Linked DNA regions of Pan troglodytes: all the other regions are linked to region 3. A link is a contact called in public Hi-C and capture Hi-C data. All regions are on one chromosome and are shown on one strand. Each heading gives the region's core, a stretch centred on a gene start, on an enhancer-like site or on the middle of the called end of the contact. The rest is flanking DNA. Distances are from core to core; before and after follow the strand shown.

What was found. Hi-C and Micro-C count contacts between places; a contact is called where the count stands out from the background. Capture Hi-C pulls out chosen DNA fragments and counts their contacts.
Region 1: a Hi-C map of stem cell-derived neural progenitor cells shows a contact between it and region 3, with 2.7 times the contacts expected there. The contact joins the promoter of COPE here to the enhancer-like site in region 3. A contact is called at or near these places in 1 of 7 Hi-C or Micro-C datasets (stem cell-derived neural progenitor cells) and 1 of 1 datasets of contacts at active chromatin or transcription factors (stem cell-derived excitatory neurons).
Region 2: a contact with region 3 is called in a capture Hi-C map of stem cell-derived neural stem cells, with 4 times the contacts expected there. The contact joins two enhancer-like sites. A contact is called at or near these places in 2 of 7 Hi-C or Micro-C datasets (induced pluripotent stem cells and stem cell-derived neural progenitor cells) and 1 of 1 other capture datasets (stem cell-derived neural stem cells).

The regions. Positions count from the first base shown.
Region 1 is chr20:21,571,610-21,575,070 of NHGRI_mPanTro3-v2.0_pri, forward strand. COPE (COPI coat complex subunit epsilon) reads right to left here and starts at 1,910. Exons shown (of 10, transcript XM_001137259.5): 1 at 1,775-1,910. The coding sequence starts at 1,900. DDX49 (DEAD-box helicase 49) reads left to right here and starts at 2,273. Exons shown (of 13, transcript NM_001246588.1): 1 at 2,273-2,414; 2 at 3,137-3,260. The coding sequence starts at 2,300.
Region 2 is chr20:21,515,912-21,519,421 of NHGRI_mPanTro3-v2.0_pri, forward strand. UPF1 (UPF1 RNA helicase and ATPase) reads left to right here. Exons shown (of 24, transcript XM_016935541.4): 18 at 190-332; 19 at 1,628-1,802; 20 at 2,360-2,441; 21 at 3,496-3,510. Among named protein-coding and RNA genes, the nearest start is that of GDF1, 6.8 kb to the right of the region's middle. Within about 2 kb of position 2,165, at least 1 of the 24 cell types and tissues checked has an H3K27ac peak or open chromatin away from gene starts, as enhancers often do. A contact at or near this core is called in stem cell-derived neural stem cells, where this site is marked.
Region 3 is chr20:21,111,074-21,114,441 of NHGRI_mPanTro3-v2.0_pri, forward strand. ELL (elongation factor for RNA polymerase II) reads right to left here. Exons shown (of 12, transcript XM_016935516.3): 6 at 1,842-1,966. Among named protein-coding and RNA genes, the nearest start is that of ISYNA1, 22 kb to the left of the region's middle. Within about 2 kb of position 1,613, at least 4 of the 24 cell types and tissues checked have an H3K27ac peak or open chromatin away from gene starts, as enhancers often do. A contact at or near this core is called in stem cell-derived neural progenitor cells and stem cell-derived neural stem cells, where this site is marked.

The DNA.
Region 1 (3,461 bases), core at 660-3,159, 460 kb after region 3:
CAACCTCCACCTCCCGGGTTCAAACGATTCTCCTGCCTCTGCCTCCCAAGTAGCTGGGATTAAGGTGCCTGCCACCATGCCCGGCTAATTTTTGTATTTTTTAGTAGAGACGGGGTTTCACCAAGTTGGTCAGGCTGGTCTCGAACTCCTGACCTCAGGTGATCCGCCCGCCTCGGCCTCCCAAACTGCTGGGATTACAGGTGTGAACCACCGCGCCCGGCCAGGAAATCACTTCTAACTACAAGCAGCCAGAAAGAGGAGACAGTAAAACACAGAAAGACAGCTCGGACAGAGAGAGAGTGGGAAGAAAATTTCTTGGGTAACTGCCAAACTTCACCTTCATACAATGGGCCCCAGTAAAACAGTGGGCCTTAATAAGCACATTCCTTTCCCTTCAGGTGCACTAAAATAGGCAAGCTAAAAGCAGAGTAGGGGGGTATGCCTGCAGCTGCAGAAAGATGTATGGGAGGCTGGGCACGGTGGCTCACACCTGTAATCCCAACACTTTGGTAGGCCAAGGCGGGCAGATCACAAGGTCAAGAGATGGAGACCATCCTGGCCAACATGGTGAAACCCCGTCTCTACTAAAAATACAAAAATTAGCCGGGCCATGGTGGCGCGCGCCTGTAATCCCAGCTACTCGAGAGGCTGAGAAAGGAGAATTGCTTGAACCTGGGGGCGGAGGTTGCAGTGAGCCGAGATCACGCCACTGCACTCCAGCCTGGCGACAGCGCGAGTCTCCATCTCAAAAAAAAAAAAAGAAAAGAAAAAGAAAAAAGAAAGATGTATGGGAACAGACACACAACTCTCCCTCCCAGATAGGCACAACGAAGAGACACAGAAGCAGTTCAAGCCTCTGATAAACTCTCCGACCCTGAATCCTTAAAAACTCTTAGTCTGTAAAAGAGTGTGCCTCTGACCCAACTCCGCCAGAAGGCGCCTCTCAGGTTTGTTTTCTCTAAAATAAACCTGTCTTGACTGGCAAGCCACCTTTCGTGTTTCTTTCCTCTTTAATTCTTACAACTTTGTCACCCAGGCTGGAGTGCAGTGGCGCGATCTCGGTTCACTGCAACCTCGGCCTCCGGGTTGAAGCGATTCTCCTGTCTCAGCCTCCCGGTAGCTGAGATTACAAGTGCCCGCCACCACGCCCGGCTAATTTTTGGTAGACTCATGGTTTCTCCATGTTGCCCAAGCTGGTCTCTAACTCCTGGGCGCATGCGATCTGCCCGCCTCGGCCTCCCAAAGCGCCAGAATTACAGGCGTTTGAGCCACTGCGCTGGGAAACTGTGTTTATCATTCTGAGTCCAGCGGAATACAGTGCCCGTCCACAAAAGTGCTCAATGAAGAATGAATGAATGAATGGGTAAGCTCTGGGAGAAATAACCAGGCTGGTTGGGCAGGGAAAGTCCTTCTCTGAACTTTAGGGTTCTCATCCGTAAAATGAGGATAAGCAACAGTCTCCATCTCACGGGAACTGAAGGTACGGCTGAACAAAATAGGCTTATTGTCACTACAGTGGCATAAACACCTCCCTTACTCAAAACACTTTCAAGGGCGCAGAGAGAACGCTGTACGAGTGAGCAGTACCGTAAACTGTTACTGCTCTGGGTTCTGTCATGGGACAGTGACTACTCCTCACTGAACTGTGGAAGAGGTGGCCCAAAAAACGCGAGAAGAAAAGAGAAAGTTTTTAGACGCAGAACGCGGCTCGCGGCCACCAGAAAGCGTCCTCCGCCTCCGCCCCCAGCGTCCCCGCGCCCCTGCACGGCCGCACCTTCACCCGCTGCGCCTCATTTATGCACTGCTGGTAGCTGCCGATGTAGAAGGCGTTCTTCACGTCGAACAGCTCGTCTACCTCCCCGGAGCCGCCAGAGGCCGGGCCGGGGGCCGGAGGCGCCATTTCGCTGTCTTCTCACCAGCTCCTCTTCCGGAAAGACACGTCGGCCGGAAGCAAGACACCTACACGGGCACGCTGGGAAATGTAGTTTACTTTTTCCGAGCGGCGGCGAAGTAAGCCAATGGGAAGCTCCACAATAATAAGCAAGGGGGCGGAAGGCGTAAGTGCGTCACGGAGAGCATCTCGGGAATTGTAGTGTGTTTCTGCAAGCCAATGGGATCCGGGGAAACATGATAAGGATGCGGTCGAGGCTGGGAATAGGCTGAGGGAGCTGGAGAGGGTGGGACCACGCAGGAGGCAGATCCAATAAACAGGAAGATTTTTCTCGTGACGTCGTCGGCGCGCACCGGAAGCGCGGATCACACGGGCCCCTACAAGGGGCCCCTACAAGCGGCCACAAGGATGGCAGGCTTCGCGGAGCTCGGGCTGTCATCGTGGCTCGTGGAACAATGTCGGCAGCTGGGTTTGAAGCAGCCCACGCCCGTGCAGCTCGGCTGCATCCCCGCCATCCTGGAGGGTGAGTATGGCCCAGGGCCTTCCCCAAGAGGCCTCTCCGCTCCTCTCGACTCCTTTCCCTTCTCGCAGCCTTTGCTTATTCCGGTCCCACGAGGCGAGGGGCAACCTCGGGCGTTACAGGAGATCCGGGGTTCCGGAGGACGACTGGACAGTGTTGGCATTTAGGTTGCATGACTGACTCGCTTTGTGTTCGTACGCAAGTGATGTAATCTCTGAAATTTTCATAGTCTCAGCACAGGGAGGGTTTGATGGATGACTAATCGATAGTATCGCAAAATCCTGCAGACCTGGTACTGCTATCTTTATTTTACAAATAGAAGTTGAGGCTGTCAAAATTGCTGGTAGATCCAGGACTCCTTGGTCCTGTGATTGCTCCTCTAGGAGAAGGTCTTCTCTCTGCTCCTCTAGCCCAACCCAGTTTGGCCATTAAAGAGAGGCCCACAGGAAGCCTAAGATGTGATAAGTCAGGGATTAAATAAACAAATGAAGGGGTCAACAGGGAGCACAAGATGCATATGAGGGAAGGGAATTCTGGATTCCCCAAATTCACGTGCTCCTGGACGGAGTTAGAATGAGGTGGTAGGAAGCTGTGGGCATCTCGGGTCAAATGGATATGGGTTCCAGTCCAGCCTGCCACTCACTGGCTGTGTGTCCTGGGCAAGGTCTCTGAAACCCAGCTGTCCACACATGGAGGGTGTTGATGCTGCTTTGTCCCCAACCCAGGTCGAGACTGCTTGGGCTGTGCTAAGACAGGCAGTGGGAAGACAGCAGCGTTTGTCCTTCCCATCTTGCAGAAGCTGTCTGAGGATCCCTATGGCATCTTCTGCCTCGTCCTGACACCCACCAGGTAAGCCCCCAGCAGGCCTCCTGGGTATGGGTTAACCAGCTGTGCTCTCTTGGGCAAGCACCTTTCCCTCTCTGAGCGCCCTTTTCCCACGTGTGAGATGAGCATGAAAATCTTGCTACCCACTTCTTAGGGGTCCTGCAGAATTAAACAAGATGGCCCGGGTGCAGTGGCTCACACCTGTAATCCCAGCACTTTGGGAGC
Region 2 (3,510 bases), core at 915-3,414, 410 kb after region 3:
CTGTCTCTAAAAAAAGAAAACAAAACGAAATGGCAGCAGAGCCAGGACAGCCCCTAGGTGCGGTGAGCAGGCGCCAGGCCCCAAGCTCCCGGGTGGGATTTGAGGGTGGGTCTTGGTGTGTTTCCTGCATTTTGGGGGGACTGGGAAGGCAGCCTGCTGGCTGATAGTGACCACAAAGCTCCCTTCCAGGAGGTGGAGATCGCCAGTGTGGACGCCTTTCAGGGACGCGAGAAGGACTTCATCATCCTGTCCTGTGTGCGGGCCAACGAGCACCAAGGCATTGGCTTTTTAAATGACCCCAGGCGTCTGAACGTGGCCCTGACCAGAGCAAGGTAGGGAGGCTGCCTGCTGCGTGCTGCCCAGCCGCTCTCGTCGGTCCTCACTTCCCAGGGAATTTGGGGCTAGGGTTGGGGGTTGCCAGGGCCAGAGGTCAGAGGACTCTGAGCAGCAGTTGAGAAACGATGTCTCACTGGAGAGATCTTTGTTTCCGTGTCCTGGGGGTTTGCTGTGGCCCCTGTGCCTCAGCCCAGCAGGACGTATTTTTCCAGGCCCTTCTGGTCTGATTCAAAATAAATCTTGTGTGTGTCTGTCAAGTTGTTTAATCTGAGAGGCTGTAAGTTTTGGTCCTGTCCACTATTTTTGGTTCTAAAATACAACTTTTGTGAACTGATGATAGCAGAAGGGACCCCGAGAACAAGGTGTCCATTCTGTCATCCCACATAAAACTAGACATCAGGCCGGGCATGGTGTCTCACACATGTAATCCCAGCACTTTGGGAGGCCGAGGCAGGTGGATCACCTGAGGTCAGGAGTTCTCGACCAGCCTAACATGGTGAAACCTCCTCTCTACTAAATACAAAAAGATGAGCCGGGCGTGGTGGCACATGCCTGTAATCTGAGCTACTTGGGAGGCTGAAACAGGAGAATCGCTTGTACCTGGGAGGAGGAGGTTGTGGTGAGCCGAGATTGCGCCATTACACTCCAGCCACTGGGCAACAAGAGCAAAACTCTGTCTCCAAAGGGAAAAAAAAACACTAGACAGCAAGGACCCATTCACCAGCTGGAAGAGCTGGAAGTCGGGGGGACCTGGCCTGTGGCTCCACCCAGCACAGGGAGAGAGCCTGGCGCTCCTTCCGGCTCACATGCGCGGTGGTTCTCCTCTAGGTCACCATGGCTTTGTCATTGGTTACTCCCTCTTTCTAAGGCGCCCTCTTGTTTGGTGGGCAGTATTGGGTGGGTCCCCCCACAGCTTCGTGAGGTGGGCTAGAGGAGCTGGGCATCGGGTCAGTGCCCCAGCCTGCTGGGGGCCCTGTGGGGCCGCCTGTGCCCCGGTGCCTGGAAGGCCGACTCTCTTGACAGCAGGTCTTCTCTCCAAACGTATCCACCCAGCCAGGTGTCTGCCATGGGGCTGCTTAGAGTCGGCCACAAAATCAACCCGTGTGCAGGGTCAGTGGCTTGGCATTGGGCTCTGGGGCCTGTCCCTGTGGCTGGCAGCCTGCCTGCTGCCCGGTCCACGCCTCTGTTGCCTTGGATTTGGGTTCTGAGTGAATGCAGCCTTGCCTCTTGGACCGTCCTGTGAGACGGGCAGCTCTCCACCTGCGTACTCAGCACTGCGCCCTTGTTGCAGGTATGGCGTCATCATTGTGGGCAACCCGAAGGCACTATCAAAGCAGCCGCTCTGGAACCACCTGCTGAACTACTATAAGGAGCAGAAGGTGCTGGTGGAGGGGCCGCTCAACAACCTACGTGAGAGCCTCATGCAGTTCAGCAAGCCACGGAAGCTGGTCAACACTATCAACCCGGTGAGCGCCTGCACAGGACAGCAGGGCAGCACGGAGAAACCCGGGCCCAAAACACTGCTGGGAACGTGCCAGCTTGGCCCGTGTGCCCGTGAGCTGAGGGAGGGCTCTCCTCGGGGAGGGTGGGCTCTCCTAGGGGAGGGTGGGCCAGCCCACTTCCTGTCTCCCAAGCCGTGTGTGGCATTTTTGGCTTGGGGCCGCTAAGTCCTGGGTGGCCTCTGGGAATTGGGCTCAGGGCTGCTGTGCTGCATGCAGCAGCCTGGGACCTTGGACACGGGCAGTTGGAAGCTTTGCAAGCCCGGGGTGCTCTGGTAGTGAGGGGGTGTGAAGCTTCCTGAGCTGAGGCCCAAGGGTCAGCATCAGAGCCCAGGTCTGCCAAGGAGGGCAGGCGAGACCCAGAGGCCATGAGACAGCAGCTCCCTCCTGTCTCCAGGGAGAGCCCCTGGCACAGTGTCAACACCTCACAGCTGCATACCTGCCACCTCCCAGGCCACCGGGCCCGTGGGAAGTTGTTCCTTCTGTTGAGATGACAAATTCCTCACCTATCTAAACCTTCGCAGGGAGCCCGCTTCATGACCACAGCCATGTATGATGCCCGGGAGGCCATCATCCCAGGCTCCGTCTATGATCGGAGCAGCCAGGGTGAGTCGCTCAGCAGGGGACCTGGCCGACCCCTTGTCCTCACACCGGGATGCTGGCCGTTCCCATGACTGCAGCTTTAGGTGCCCCCATCTTTCCTTCCCCTCAAGGGCGGTGCCTGGCTCCCTTGGCCTCCCCGCCCCTAGGGCATCTCTAGCCCCGGAGCACTCCTGGGGTGTTTGTCTTTAGCCAGAGTTTATTCATTTGTGTTTCCTGGTGATCAAGCTAGTTAGCTTTTTCTTGCCTTTTGGTAGGGCAGGGACTGCATGTAGTACAAATAGAACATTTTCATAAAAAGGATTTTTTTTTCCTTTGGTAAATGCAGGGTGATTTTCATTTATTTTCTTTTTTTTGTTTAGAGACAGGGTCTCCCTATGTTGTCCAGGCTGGTCTCAAACTCCTGCCTCAAGCAGTCCTTCTGCTCAGCCTCCCAAAGTGCTGGGATTACAGGCATGAGTCACTGCACCTGGCCAATTTGCAGGTGTTTTTTTTTTTTTTTTTTTTTTTTTTTTTTTTTTTTTTTTTGGAGACCGAGTCTCGCTCTGTTGCCCAAGCTGGAGTACAGTGGTGTGATCTTGGCTCACTGCAACCTCCCCCTCTGGGTTCAAGCGATTCTCCTGCCTTGGCCTCCCGAGTAGCTGGGATTACAACCACCCACCACCATGCCCGGCTAATTTTTGTGTTTTTAGTAGAAACGAGGTTTCGCCATGTTGGCCTGGCTGGTCTCAAACTCCTGATCTCAGGTGGTCCACCTCGGCTTCCCAGAGTGCTGGGATTATAGGCTTGAGCCAACACGCCCGGCCCCAATTTTCAGTTTTTAAGATCTGTGTAGGCCAATGATTCCCAGCAGACTCTCCTCGGGGAAGGTGCCTGCCCAAGCAGCCAGCCCCAGGCAGGCTGCTGTAGTTAACATGGAGTCCTGCGAATCCGCATCTTCAGCCTGGGCAGAGCCAGGACAGATGTGCAGCTCCGGCTGACTGGCTGGTGGGGTGGGTGGGGCATCGCTGGGGTTTGACCGAGGCAGGTGACACCTGCCGTGTTCCACTGTGATTTGCAGGCCGGCCTTCCAGCA
Region 3 (3,368 bases), core at 363-2,862:
CATCTTGGACTCTACAAGTCTAGATGTGATCAACCGCTGGCTCAGCAGGACCATCGTCTGGGCATGAAGATGTGGCCAGCAGTCCTCCTGGAGCCCTGTCCTCAGAGAGGTGCTCCAGGAGCTGTGCTCCCTTGGCACCAGGGAGGAGCAGGAAGGAGGAGTATATAGACTCTGGCATGGGGCTCACAGGAGAGGGGAGTGGCTCAGGTTGGAGGTAAGGGCACCAGGCAGTGTGTGGCTTGGGCAGAGGAATCAGGAACTCTTGGGGGGACCTGCAGGACCCCTGACCCATGGACAGTGATGAGAGGAGATTTGGATACCAGGGACAGATCGGGTTTGGACATCATGAACAAAGAGAACATGAGTGGAGAAACCACCCCCCAAAGCCACATGTGGTGCCAGCTCAGCTGGGGAGGCTCCTGCAGTGACTTGGGCCCCCACATCCCATCTGTCTCACGGCCTGCACTAGGCTAACGGCCTGCACTGGGCTAGCCCAGCTGGTAACAAATACTCCAAGGCCCTGCTTTGATATACACGAAGCCATGGTGTCAAAAACTGCTATAAATGGGGCTTTCTTAGGGATGGGGTGCTAAATAGGAAAAAAAAAAAAAAAAAAACAGCTGTGCAGAGGGGCACCGCAGGTCACCTTCTATGTGGTTATGGCCCAGGGACATCAACCCTGCCCCCTGCACGCTAGTGGAAGCTTGTGAAGGCAGTGCTGATCCCCATGCCGGCCCAGAGTGAAAGCAGAGTGCCAAGGGGCTGGCATGAGCCCAGCAAGCTCACTCAGCAGACGGAACATGAGCCTTGAATCAGGGGAGCTGGAGGCGGCTCTGGAGCCTGCATCCCGGGGAAGCTCCCCGACGCCCCAGAGACGCAGCCCAGCCTTCTCCACCTCACTCCACTAGCTCTGGGCAGTTCTCCTTCCAGTGCCCTAAGGGTCTGAGGAACCCAGGGGGCCAAGGGAGAGGACACAGGGTATGAGGATGGGGGCGGGCCTTCTGCCAAGACTGTGCCCTCCGCCAGCCTGCCGCCAAGCCAGGGCAGTGCCCCGCAGGCCCCTGACCTGCACACCCAGGGTGGACAGGCAGGCACTACCCTCTCAGGGGAGCAGAGTGGACCCCCAACTTCATTCTGCTTTCCAGAGGCAATTACTGCTTTAAACAGCTGAACTTCCAAAAAACAACTACAAACTCATAAATACCTCCGAGTCCCTGAGAAATCACTTACGGACTAATTAGCAGATTGACCTGCTTCACAGCCCGAGCTCCCTAGCTGGCAGCAGTGGAGAAGGAAATCATTAGCCGCCTGCCTCCTTAACTGCTCCCCTGAGCTGCTGCCACTTCTGACCCTGGGTCCCAATTAGCCTGAGGGGATGCATTTAATTAACGCTGCTTAATGACGCCTGCCCTGCCGGGAGTGTCGTTTGGCCTTATTTCTCTCTACTTCAGGTTCTTGAGAGGCTCTTTTCAAAAAGTCAGTAAACTTCCCAGGCCCTGTGGGGATGCCCAGGTTGTGGAGGGAAGCATGAAGGGAAGTTGGGGACAGCTGAGGAGGGTCTCAGCAGACTGAGGCCTTTTGTCTGAAGATTCCAAGGTCGGGGCCAGTGACTCACACCTCCGTCCCACTCTGTGGGCGTGGCCTTCCCCCACCACGGGATGCCCTGGGGCAGCACGTGGGCAGTAGGGAGGATGACCAGAGAGGCCTACTTGGACCCTTCCATCCTGCTCCCAAGCCCTGTGGCCTTCAGGACCACACAAGACCACCCCAGCATCCTCTGGGTAAGCTCTGGCTGCCTTCATGCGGGTGGGGACACGCTGGGGGATGGGAGGCGGCATTACCGGACAAGCACCCGCTTCAGCAGCTGCTGGTCCCCCTCTGAGTAGCCGGGCCAGTCCTTCTGCACATCCTTGTACATGCAGTCCTGCAGGGTACACGTGCCGTCCTTAGCACTCATGTTGGCCACCTGCAAGACAGAGCCAGCCATCACTTTGTGGGAATCCTGAGAGACGGGGGACTAGAGAAAAAAGATCTGATGGCGGGTTTGGGAGGGTGTGCAGAGACAGTGGGAGACAGACAGAGACAGAGGAGAGGAAAGAGGATGGCCCACTACCGATCCGTGATGTCTCCCACCCCCAGTTCCCCCGCACACAATCCTCAGGGTGCAGAAGGGATAATGAGGGTCATGAAGGCAGGTCCAGACTCAACTGTCTTAGAGGTGCTGGGGCCAGGCTGGCTCCAAAAAGGGGAGGGCTACCACCTGCAGTACTGAGACCCCATCACCTGCCCCCTGGCCCCCCTAGCCTGTTTTTTTTCTTTTTTTGATACAAGATCTTAGCTCACTATAGCCTAGACCTCCTGTGCTCAAGCGATCCTCCCACGTCAGCCTCCCAGGTAGGTGGGGCCACAGGTGTGCACCACTATACTCCAGCTAATTTTTTTAAGAGATGGGATCTCGCTATGTTGTCCAGGCTTGTCTTGAACCCCTGGGCTCAAGCGATCCTCTGATCTCAGCCTCCCAATGTGCTGGGATTCCAGCCACCACACCTGGCTCCTATTTCTTCCAGGCTGGAGTGCAGTGGTGTGATCAAGGTTCACTGTAGCTGCAAACTCCTGGGCTCAAGCGATCCTCTTGCCTCAGTCTCCCAAGTAGGTGGGCTATAAGCATGCACTATCATACCCAGCTAATTTTTTGTATAGATAGGGTCTCAGTATTTTGCATAGGCTGGTCTCGAGCTACTGGCCTCAAGGATCCTCCCACCTCAGCCTCCCAAAGTGCTGGAAACAGGCGTGAGCCACCGCGCTGGGCTCCACCCCGTTTCTGATCACAACTCCCAGGGAAGAGTCAGCCACGGCTGGGGATGCTGGGTGAGGGGTACCTCCGGGGCCAGGTCTGAGCCCACCTTCCCTACAACCAGCCTGCCTTGCTGTTGCCGGTTGACAAAAGCTAAGTTCGTCTCCCAGACTGCTAACAAAGATGGATTCAGAAGGTCTGCCTTAGAGGGATCTGAGGAAGCTCCAGGTCACTGCCCTGAGTGGGTGCTGCGTGCTGGCCTGCAGGGCACTCTGGTCTCCATCTTGCTGCAGGCATAGCAGTCACTGTTTTCTGCTGCATCTGACATGGCTCTGCGTCACAGCGTATCCCATGGGGAGCATTTTTTTTTTTTTTTTGAGATGGAGTCTCGCTCAGTTGCCCAGGCTAGAGTGCAATGGCGCTATCTTGGCTCACTGCAAGCTCCGCCTCCCGGGTTCACGCCATTCTCCGGCCTCAGCCTCTGGAGTAGCTGGGACTACAGGCACCTGCCACCACGCCCGGCTAATTTTTTTGTGTGTGTATTTTTAGTAGAGATGGGGTTTCACCACATTAG